Linked DNA regions of Sus scrofa: region 1 is linked to region 2. The links are chromatin contacts, called in public HiChIP or PLAC-seq maps. All regions are on one chromosome and are shown on one strand. Each heading gives the region's core, a stretch centred on a gene start, on an enhancer-like site or on the middle of the called end of the contact. The rest is flanking DNA. Distances are from core to core; before and after follow the strand shown.

Region 1 (5,085 bases), core at 2,360-4,859, 190 kb before region 2:
CTTCCCATTAGACTGGGGAAGCACAAATTACATAGGTGAGGGTATAGTATACTTGTTTAATTCTTACAGACATAAATACAAACATACACAGGACCTGCATCTTGGAAGCCATAAGTCCTATTATGGGAAAAAGGACTGTCCACAGTTTCACCAACGATCTCATAGCAGTTTTTCTAGGGTGTAATAAAATAATGCCAGAGTTACAAGGACAAAACAACTACTGGATAGGAAGCAGTAGCACCAATCAGTGGGCATGTGTGTGCCTGTGTGCACATGTACAAACGTGCATACGCACACACATAGAGGAGCCTTGGAGTTCGAGCCTGTCCTTCACCTGCACTAGTGGAGTGGAGCCATGCAGGGCAGATGTGGAAAAGGTGCTTGATACAATCAAACCAGGACGTCTTGAGTAATGGGGAGTGGGAATCAATTGAATTTTCTGGTTGGCTGAAGGTCAAATGAAAACGCTTTTAGTTTCAAACCTGGCTGCTAAAAATTTTCTTAAAGCACACAGGTCCACGTTCCTGCCTGGCTTAGCGTCGCAGAGCATATACTGAACATGACAGATTCGTGCTCTGATGACGGTGGAATGCGAAAGGTCTCACTGGCCAATTTCTGAACATCAGTCTACATTTCGCAACACCGTGGATGCTAAAGGTGGGGACATAACCTAGCCATTGTTTCTTGTATGTGATTGGCCAACTTTCTCCAAAAAGGAGGGGTAGCATGCAATTCAGATAAATTGAGGTTCTTGGGGAGTGATGGTTGGGTTTCAGACAATTTGCTTCACTGTGTAAAACTGTGACCATGGAGTTCCCGTCATGGCTCAGTGGTTAACGAATCTGAGTAGGAACCATGAGGTTGCGGGTTTGACCCCTGGCCTCGCTCAATGGGTTAAGGATCCGGCGTTGCCATGAGCTGCGGTGTAGGTCGCAGATGCAGCTCGGATCCTGCGTTGCTGTGGCGGTGGTGTAGGCCGGCAGCTACAGCTCTGATTAGACCCCTAGCCTGACAGTGACACACTGTAAAATGCTTGTGCCTCTACTGTGGACACCTGACAAAGACTACACCGTCCCTGGGAATGATGATGTATAATGAAGATGATAACAGAGCAGCAGCTAACATTCCATGAGGACCAGGTTCTTTGCATTCCATGCTTAACTCACTGAATTCTCTAAGCGCTCTTTGTGGTGTATAATATTCTGAAAATAGTGTGGGAGGGAATCATTCAATGTGCAAATGATAAAGCGAAGCTCTTGAATGTCAACACCAGGCAGCTGGGAAGCTGCAGTGCTGGGAGCTGCGCTCGGGTCTGCCTCCAGAGTCTACAGTGCTCAGCAATTCTCTGCCTCCAGGAGTCCGACCTACAGGTGCTGTCAGACTATTCTGTTCCTACAAGTGCTTGTGGGAAAAGGTCGGGGACTCAGGGTGAGTGTGACATGATTAAGAGATTTTGTTGGGGACTATAACCTGGGAGTGAAATTGGCAGTGGAGGAAGGGAGGAAACAGCCCTGTTGTTAAGGGCCTTTCCGGGGAAGGAAGTTCCCTGGGGGGCTGGCATGGAATTGTTCTGCTTGGGAGCTCCCTCTTGGCCTGTGGGGCAGAGGACTGTTCAGACAAGTGCATAATCAGCACAGGTTGTAAACACGGAGTTCTGTTCCCTCACAGCTCAGACACAGCAGAGCATGAGGATGCTTAGCAGTGACCAATGATGGGCAGCAAAGCCCAAGGGTGGATGGGGAGGAGAGAGGGGACCTGCCCTGAACCTGCCTCCTTGAAGAACCTCTGCCCCAGGGCACAAGAAGGTAACAAACAAATGTACTTCATTGTCAAGTAGTCACTATTTTAGGTGGACAGTCTGGAATATACTGTAAAAGATGGTAGAACGCCTGCTCTTATGTTCGCTTCTTCAAACTCTAAAAGGACAGTTTTCTATCTCCATTATACAAACACTATCGGGTTACATTTATAGTCATGTGAGGATTAAAAGAGTTAGTGCTTATTGTTAATACTATTACCATGTTGCTACTGAAAATTTTAGCAAACAAGCAACAATATTATAACAGTCTCTTCTTAGGAACTGCCTCTGGAAGAGATCTTGTACGTCATGAATCATTATAAACAAAATATATTCAAAATAACAATTACAACAATTACATTGTTTATATGGATTGACAGTATTAGCATCTTCCTCCCACCTGAAAAAGTGCTGAACACCGGGTTCCTTGGGAAGCAATGCTAATGCGTTTTTGGACTTTTCGAGGTCTTTACCCTGGGAAGCCTGTTTACTCACATTGGTCACCACAGCCAGAATCGCTATTCCTTGCATGATGGGCTGCCATGCTCCGATGTCCTGGGCTTTTTCTGGTACCATGCGTCTATACTGGGTAGTCAGTTTCCAGGCGTCCACTCTTATTTCCAATATATTGTTCACCAGAGCCAACAGAGGGGCCAATGGAAAAGAGGCCACAAATAAGGTGACGAACCCAAACTGAATAACTGTCAATGGAATGGACACACATCATGGAGTGGTGGATGGATGGAAGGACAACACATATTCCTTTCCTCTTGTAAAGAGAAAGGCAAACAGCGAACTCAATTGCAAAGAGAAAACACGTTCATGGTAATAATGTTCAACAGTGAAAGAACCCAAACGAAAGACAAATATAACTCTCTGGGAAGAAGACTAATTAGAGCCTTTCTCTTACATATATACACTTGATAGGAACAACACATTTAAAAACGTTAATCAACCATATTTTTTTTGCTGGTCATAAATAAACTGGGACACCATAAGCATATTATTCATTCTCAGTGTAGAAATAATAGAATGCTGGAAGATAATTTGTGATTTAGGATTAAAAAAAAAAAAAGGAATATCATGGAAGGATGTCACAAGTTAAAAAGAAGTAAGCAATGTACCTTTGGGAAGGCTGTGCTTAGAGAATGTTGGAGGAGATATGCTGAAAATAGGCAAATGAGCAAGCTCCCCTGAATCTGGGGAAGTAAGTGCTACACAGAGAATTTGAGATATTTATACAAAACACAAATGTATGCAATAAGTGTCTGCATAAGTTAAAATATAATCCTTCAGGAATTTTTATCTTGATATTATTGCAGACTATGTGGTCACAGTAAGTCAAAATTGTGCTGGTGGCTGCTTAGAAGCTCTTTTCTCTTTGTCTCTAACTTATGTCAGTTAGAGGGGACAGCAGAGATGTGGGGTAAGTTGTACCACACGGAGGTAGAGGTAAGCAATAAGGCTAGAGATCTAAAAAAGTTTTAGACCCTTCCCTCCTACTTGGAAGACCTTTAAAGTAAACTAGCACAGGTATGTAACTAAAACAGTGGATGAGAGGGAAATTTACAGCTCCCTTAGGGCTATTGCCCAGCCAAGGGGCAGGGATCACGCTGGCCAGGAAGGGCAGGACAGTGGAGTGGGTGGCTGGGTAGGAGGAGCTGGCCTTTGTTCCTGGTCTGAGAGGCCAGTATGTATTGCAGAAAAGCAGTCAGGAAAGATCTGGCTGGTCTACAGGCCAGACAGGAGCCATGATAGTCAGGGAAGTCAGGCAAGAACCAGAGTTGGTGATGTCAGAGAGACATGGCATGGCACCAAACAGTGACGTCCACATCTGTGTCTATGACTCACTGAACCCTAATGAACTCATCTGCCTACAGGGGCCAGGCAAGTCATAGAAATGCATGGAGTGGGTGCAGTAACTGGCAAAGTGCATGTCCTAATGAAAGGCACCATTCCCAGTCCCCATCCTGGAATGAGGGCCCAATGCTGCCAGTTCTTATCCAAGAGAAGCCAGAAACTAGGACTTTATTAATGAGAAATCCAGTTAAAAACCCAAAGGAGAAAAGACACTATTTATAATGCCAACAAAGGCACACACTATTTAGAAATAAATTAGTAAGAAGTGTTAAGACGGTTATGACAATTAAGAAAATATAAACAAATAATGAATGAATGGTAGGATGAACCACACTCTTAACTGGAAAGATTCAAGTTTGGGGACATATCAGGTTTTTTTTTTTCCCCCAAAATCTAGAATTCAAATGCAAATTTAGTTAATAATGCTAAATGGACTCGAAAAAAGCTGAAAGGTGATGGTCCACAAGTAAACGAATGAGGCGGATGTTTGAACTTGACAGTGTTAGAGAGATTACTGACAAAGGATCCAATGGGACCAGCTCCAAGAGATACTACTGTCTATTATAATGCTATGGTAACTGACATAGTTCATAACTAGTGCATTAACAGAATGAATTAAATAGATTTCAAGAACAGAGGCAGATACTCATGAGATTTTAGTAATATTATAAAAGCGATACTTCAAATCAGTGGATTCAAGTATTGGAGTTAATTAGCTAAATCATTGGAAGAACCGGTAATGGAGTCCTCACTTTTGACATCAAAATAAATTCCAGATGGATTAAACATTTTTAATTAAAAAAATAAAGCACCAGGAAAAACCAACCTGATATAATCTCTTCTGATAGTCAAGTGAGAACTTTCTAAACAGCTTTGGAAACCAAGAACAACAAAGGCCTATCAACTCAGCAAGGCCAAAAACGCCCATTGTAAAAACAAAAATAACCCTGCCTGAAACTTTCTCATGACCCTCTGTTGTTCTCTGATACTTTCTATGCTTTGCCATTCACTCTTTTTTTTTTTTTTTTTTTTGTCTTTTTAGGGCTGCATTCAAGGCACATGGAAGTTCCCAGACCAGGAGTCGAATCGGAGCTGTAGCTGCTGGTCTACACCACAGTCACAGCAACACGAGATCCAAGCCACATCCGTGACCTATACCACAGCTCACAGCAACGCCAGATCCTTAACCCATGGGGCGAGGCCAGGGATCGAACTATATCCTCATGGAAGTGGAAATGAATATGACTAGCAGAGCCACAAGAACTCCTACAGCCAAGTTTCTTTTCTTTCCTTCTTTTTGTTTTTCTTGTTTGGCCACCCCATGGCAGGGATCAGATCTGAAATGCAGTTGCAACCTACGCTGCAGCTGCAGCAACTCGGATGCTTAACCCACTGCATCGGCTGGTGATTGAACCTGCGTCCTGGCA
Region 2 (4,854 bases), core at 1,519-4,018:
TTGAAAAGAGACATACACCCCAATGCTCACTACAGCACTATTTAAAATAGCCAAGACAGGGAAGCAACTTAAATGTCCATCAAAAGAGGAACAGATGGGGAGTTCCCGTCGTGGCGCAGTGGTTAATGAATCCGACTAGGAACCACGAGGTTGCAGGTTCGATCCCTGCCCTTGCTCAGTGGGTTAAGGATCCGGCGTTGCCGTGAGGTGTGGCGTAGGTCGCAGACACGGCTTGGATCCCAAGTTGCTGTGGCTCTGGCGTAGGCTGGCAGCTACAGCTCCTATTAGACCCCTAGCCTGGGAACCTCCCATATGCCGCGGGAGCCGCCCAAGAAATGGCAAAAAGACCCAAAAAAAAAAAAAAAAAGTACAGGGGGTTGGAGAGTTGGTTAAATTAGAAAAAAAGCCAATAGACGAGTAAATAATATCTTAAAAAAAAAAAGAGGAACAGATAAAGAAGATATGGTACATACATACAGTGAAATATTATTCAGCTATAAAAAAGAATGAAGTAATGCCATTTGCAGCAACATGGATGGACCTAGAAATTACCATACTAAATGAAGTTAGACAGTGAAAGACAACTTCATATATTAGTTATACATGGAATCTAAAAAAGGATACAGGAGTTCCCATTGTAGTTCAGCAGAAACGAATCTGACTAGGACCCATGAGGTTGCGGGTTTGATCCCTGGTCTTGCTCAGTGGGTTAAGGATCTGACATTGCCGTGAGCTGTGTGTAGGTCGCAGATGTGACTCGGATCCCGAGTTGCTGTGGCTGTAGTGTATGCCAGCAGCTGTAGCTCCGATTCGACCCCTAGCCTGGGAACCTCCATATGTTGCCGGTAAGGCCCCAAGAAAGCAAAAAAAAAAAAAAAAAAGATACAAATGAACTTAACAGACACACAGACTTTGAAAAAAAACCTTTGGTTACCAAAGGGGACAGGCTGGGGGGCTGGACAGGGGTTTGGGACTGGCATATGCACACTGTGGTATATGGAATGACTGACCAACAGGGACCTGTGGTATAGCACAGGGAACTCTACCAATATTCTGTGATAATCTATATGAGAAAAGAGTGTATGTGTGTATAAATGAATCACTTTATTGTACAGCACAAATTTTCACCACACTGTAAATCAACTATACTTCAATAAAACTTTTAAAAAAGAAAAAAAAATGTATCTGCAAACATCTCTAATAAGACCAAAAAAGCAGCTCAATTCAGTCACTGCTTTATATGAGAGGAGAGAGATATGTAGAAAAATAAAATACTTTATTCCAAGTTGTTAAGGGTAGACAATACTAAGAAAGTAGTCCTTTTGATTTGGAATGCATGGCCAAGGCGACTCCCACGTACAGTAAATTCATTCAGACTTCAAAACACTACAAAGCAATCTGCCACCACAATTATTATCCAAATAATCACTTACTACTTGTGGACAAATAAAGTAACAAATAAATTAACATAGTATACAGAAGTCACAGATGATGGATTTTCTACATATATCTGTAAAACATTAATACATACTTTCTTATTCTAATTGCCCATTAAAAGTCCACAGTCACAATAAACTTTTTCAGAGGTATGTGAAATGCTGCAACCTGACTTATTGCACAAAATTAAAAATTCAGATGGGAACCTTTCTCAACCTTTTTTGAACTTCACAGGTGAAAACAGCTTAATAAAATGAATGGCACCAGCTCTATCAGAAGTCTGACAATAATCCTTACATAGTCTACCATGCTCAGCATTTGTCACTTTTTTAAAACTTAAAAAATTTTTTTTTTTTTTTTATTTCTAGGGCCACACCTGCGGCATATGGAAGTTCCCAGGCTAGGGTTTGAATCAGGCTGTCACAGCCACACCAGATCAGAGCACCATCTGTGACCTACACTGCAGCTCAAGGCAGGCCAGATCCTTAACCCACCGAGCGAGGCCAGGGGTCACACCTGCATCCTCACATCCCATTGACCCACAACGGGAACTCCTGTCACTTTTTTTAAATAAATATAATGTGAACTTGATGTCTGCTAGGTTCTGTCACAATGGGGTTAGGACTGTCCTGCCTGTGCGCTCACCTTAGCTAATTTCCTTTTCCTAAAGCAGGTAAGATCCCGCTTCCCTTCCAATGCAGCCTCTGCCATTTCCACGACAGCAGCGGGGCTCAGGGAAGACCCAGGATGAGGCTATGGAGGCTGCCTGGGAGGAAGGAGGCCTGGGAGCAAGTGCCTGGACCAAGTCCAGTGTGGAGCCAGGAAGAAGGCCGCCTCCGAGAGGATGCGGTCGCCACGGAATGTGGAGGCAGCAGGGTTCAGGAATGCCATTGGCATCCGGGAGGGAAGGGAAAAGCCAAGAGTGGCTCTCCACTTTTTGGATTCTCAGCACATCTTAAAATTTTGACTAGAGGACTTTTCTTAAAGAGGTACGTGCACAAGATTGAGAAAATATGCGTTTTCTATACTGAAGAACAGGGAAAGGAGGTTTACCGAGACAGCCATCAGCGCTCCCCTGCTGAGGGCTAGCTGGAATCAGACATCCTGCTGCTCGGAGGACCCTCCCCAAACTGGAAAACTGCTTTAGAATAGGATTGTTTACCGCCAGGCACAGATCTCCACCGTGCCCCTGCCCGGGAGGTAGTTTTCCCACATTCCAGTAAACACTTCATCTTTCTTAGGTGCCCAGCTGAAGTCTCGTATCTCTTACTGCAGGAAACTGTATCCCATTCTTACTCACAGCCCCACTTAGAGCAGCCAGCACAGCATGACTAAGGAAGTAGAGTGAAAAGAAAAACACGCTGATCACAAATGAGGGCCCAAGATTTAAGGTACCACTGGAATAACAACTGAAGAAAGGGAGAGAGGCACAACTCATGATATTAAATCTGGAGACCCAGGCAGGCCACGATCAGGGTCTGTTTTGGGCAGAGCAGGAGGCCACATGGAGGGGGGAAGGACTTCACTCCCAGGGCATGAGACCAATTAGGAGACACCGACAGGACAGGACCTGGAGAACCAGAGGGAGTGGCATTCTAAGCATGTATCTGAGAAAATGAATGTAAGGAACAGGGAAAAAAGAACTAGCCAACTTGTTCTGAACCCAAATACAAGGTTAATGCTGCAGTGATACTAACTGCTAAATTATAAAAAGCCTGCTTGCCTGGAGTGGGAATCCTTTCCAGAGACTGTTGAGTGGCTGAGCCAGGAGGTGGGAGTAAGGGGTGGGGTGGGGAAGGGTGCTGGGGGTGGGCTGGGAAGGCTGGAATCCAGGCAGAGTCTAACAGCCTGCTTTAACCCAAGCAGCGGCAGTGACTAACAGTGAAACCAGACTCAAGAAATCATGAGTCACCCTCAAGGGAAACCAACGTGAGTGTCAATAACTTCTCTGCAGAGGAACTTGGAACACATGTGCTAGAATAAATATTTTGGCGTCTAATATCTTGCACCAGCAGTGAATCGCTCCTTCATTTTGGATAGGTCACTGTTACTGTTTGTGTTCTCAGAGCGACTCAATTACCAAATGAGGCTAATAATAGCTGTTGAAAATATTTTTACCAGTTTTAAAAAAAAAAACAAAACAGTAAGCACTGACCTTTTGGAAAAATGCATTATTATTACACTTGAACTCCTTACACTGAAGGACAGCACCCACAAACAGTCCGCTGGGGGCGAGTATCATACTCACCAGTAAAACTGTCAGCAGAATGAGTGGGCCGTTTGGTTTTGCATCACAGCAGGGTCATTAAGATCTGAATTTCTATAAAATGAGATCCGAGTTCATGTTCCTCACACATTCCCTTCCAGAGTAAACATTTGCTAATTTCCTATCCCCAGCAAGGCAATGCATGAGCTTTGAAAAAGATTACAAATTGACAGAATAACTAAGGCCAAGTAATACTTGGCTTCAATGTAAAAAATAGAATTAAAAATTAACTATTGTTAGTTTGCTCCTTATCAGAGATGTAATATGTCAAGATTTAATTCAAAATAGTTTTTCAGATATTCTTACAGTTAAAATATACTAGGCTACTACTGATAAAACGACATGGATGAATTTCCAAAATTATGCCAAGAGGCCAGGTACCTAAAAGACTACATCCTACATGATTCCATTTAGATGACGTTTAAGAACAGGTGAAACCAATTTGGTAGATGGCATTAAGTGTCTGCCCTGCAAGGGTGATGAAAATGTCCTCTGTCTTGTTTTGGGTGGGTAGTTATACAACTGTCACGACTTACCAAACCGAGCAGTTAACTGTACATGTTACAGTATGTGAAATGTGCCTTTTAAATGTTTTTTCAAAAAAAATACCGCTGGACTAAATAAACATTACTAGGAATAGCAGGTTCAGATAACAGCATGGCAAAGGGTTAAGGACAGGATCTCTCGGACTTGATCTCAATGGCATTTATAAAGGAAATATTCTCTGCTTGAAAGGAATTAGTTGTGACGGATATAACAATAAGTTCAACAATACAGTCCTGCTGCCTGTTAGATTTCAGGCATGTCCGAAAGATCCTAACACAGAAAAATAACAGGTTTTTTTAATAGGGAAATGAGAACAGTTTGCATCTGTTTCTTTCTGCCCTATCAACTGAAAACGAAAACAAGTTTGAATTTGCATCCTCCATATTACTCCAGCAATACCAGGGTCCTTTGGCTATTCACAGGGAAGGAATTCGAGATTCAAGGGGAAAGTTCCTAAGGGAGCATCTCAGGGTCCCTGTGGGGCTTTTCCACCCTCGCACAAATTGTGATTCACGCCTCAGGGGCTTGGTTCTGCCTCCCAGCCAAAGGCAGTCACTTCCAAACAGGAATGAGTCACACCCCTCAGCAGGCTGGGCAGGAAGACT

Evidence for each region. HiChIP or PLAC-seq counts read pairs in DNA pulled down with a chosen protein or histone mark.
Region 1: a contact with region 2 is called in an H3K27ac HiChIP or PLAC-seq map of alveolar macrophages. The contact joins two enhancer-like sites. A contact is called at or near these places in 2 of 2 datasets of contacts at active chromatin or transcription factors (alveolar macrophages and skeletal muscle).

Annotation. Positions count from the first base shown.
Region 1 is chr5:76,319,840-76,324,924 of Sscrofa11.1, reverse strand. It overlaps ANO6 (anoctamin-6), which reads right to left. Exons shown (of 22, transcript XM_005655713.3): 19 at 2,294-2,499. Among named protein-coding and RNA genes, the nearest start is that of ANO6, 210 kb to the right of the region's middle. Within about 2 kb of position 3,609, at least 4 of the 83 cell types and tissues checked have an H3K27ac peak or open chromatin away from gene starts, as enhancers often do. A contact at or near this core is called in alveolar macrophages, where this site is marked.
Region 2 is chr5:76,128,290-76,133,143 of Sscrofa11.1, reverse strand. The region is part of intron 1 of ANO6 (anoctamin-6); the gene reads right to left. Among named protein-coding and RNA genes, the nearest start is that of ANO6, 18 kb to the right of the region's middle. Within about 2 kb of position 2,768, at least 49 of the 83 cell types and tissues checked have an H3K27ac peak or open chromatin away from gene starts, as enhancers often do. A contact at or near this core is called in alveolar macrophages, where this site is marked.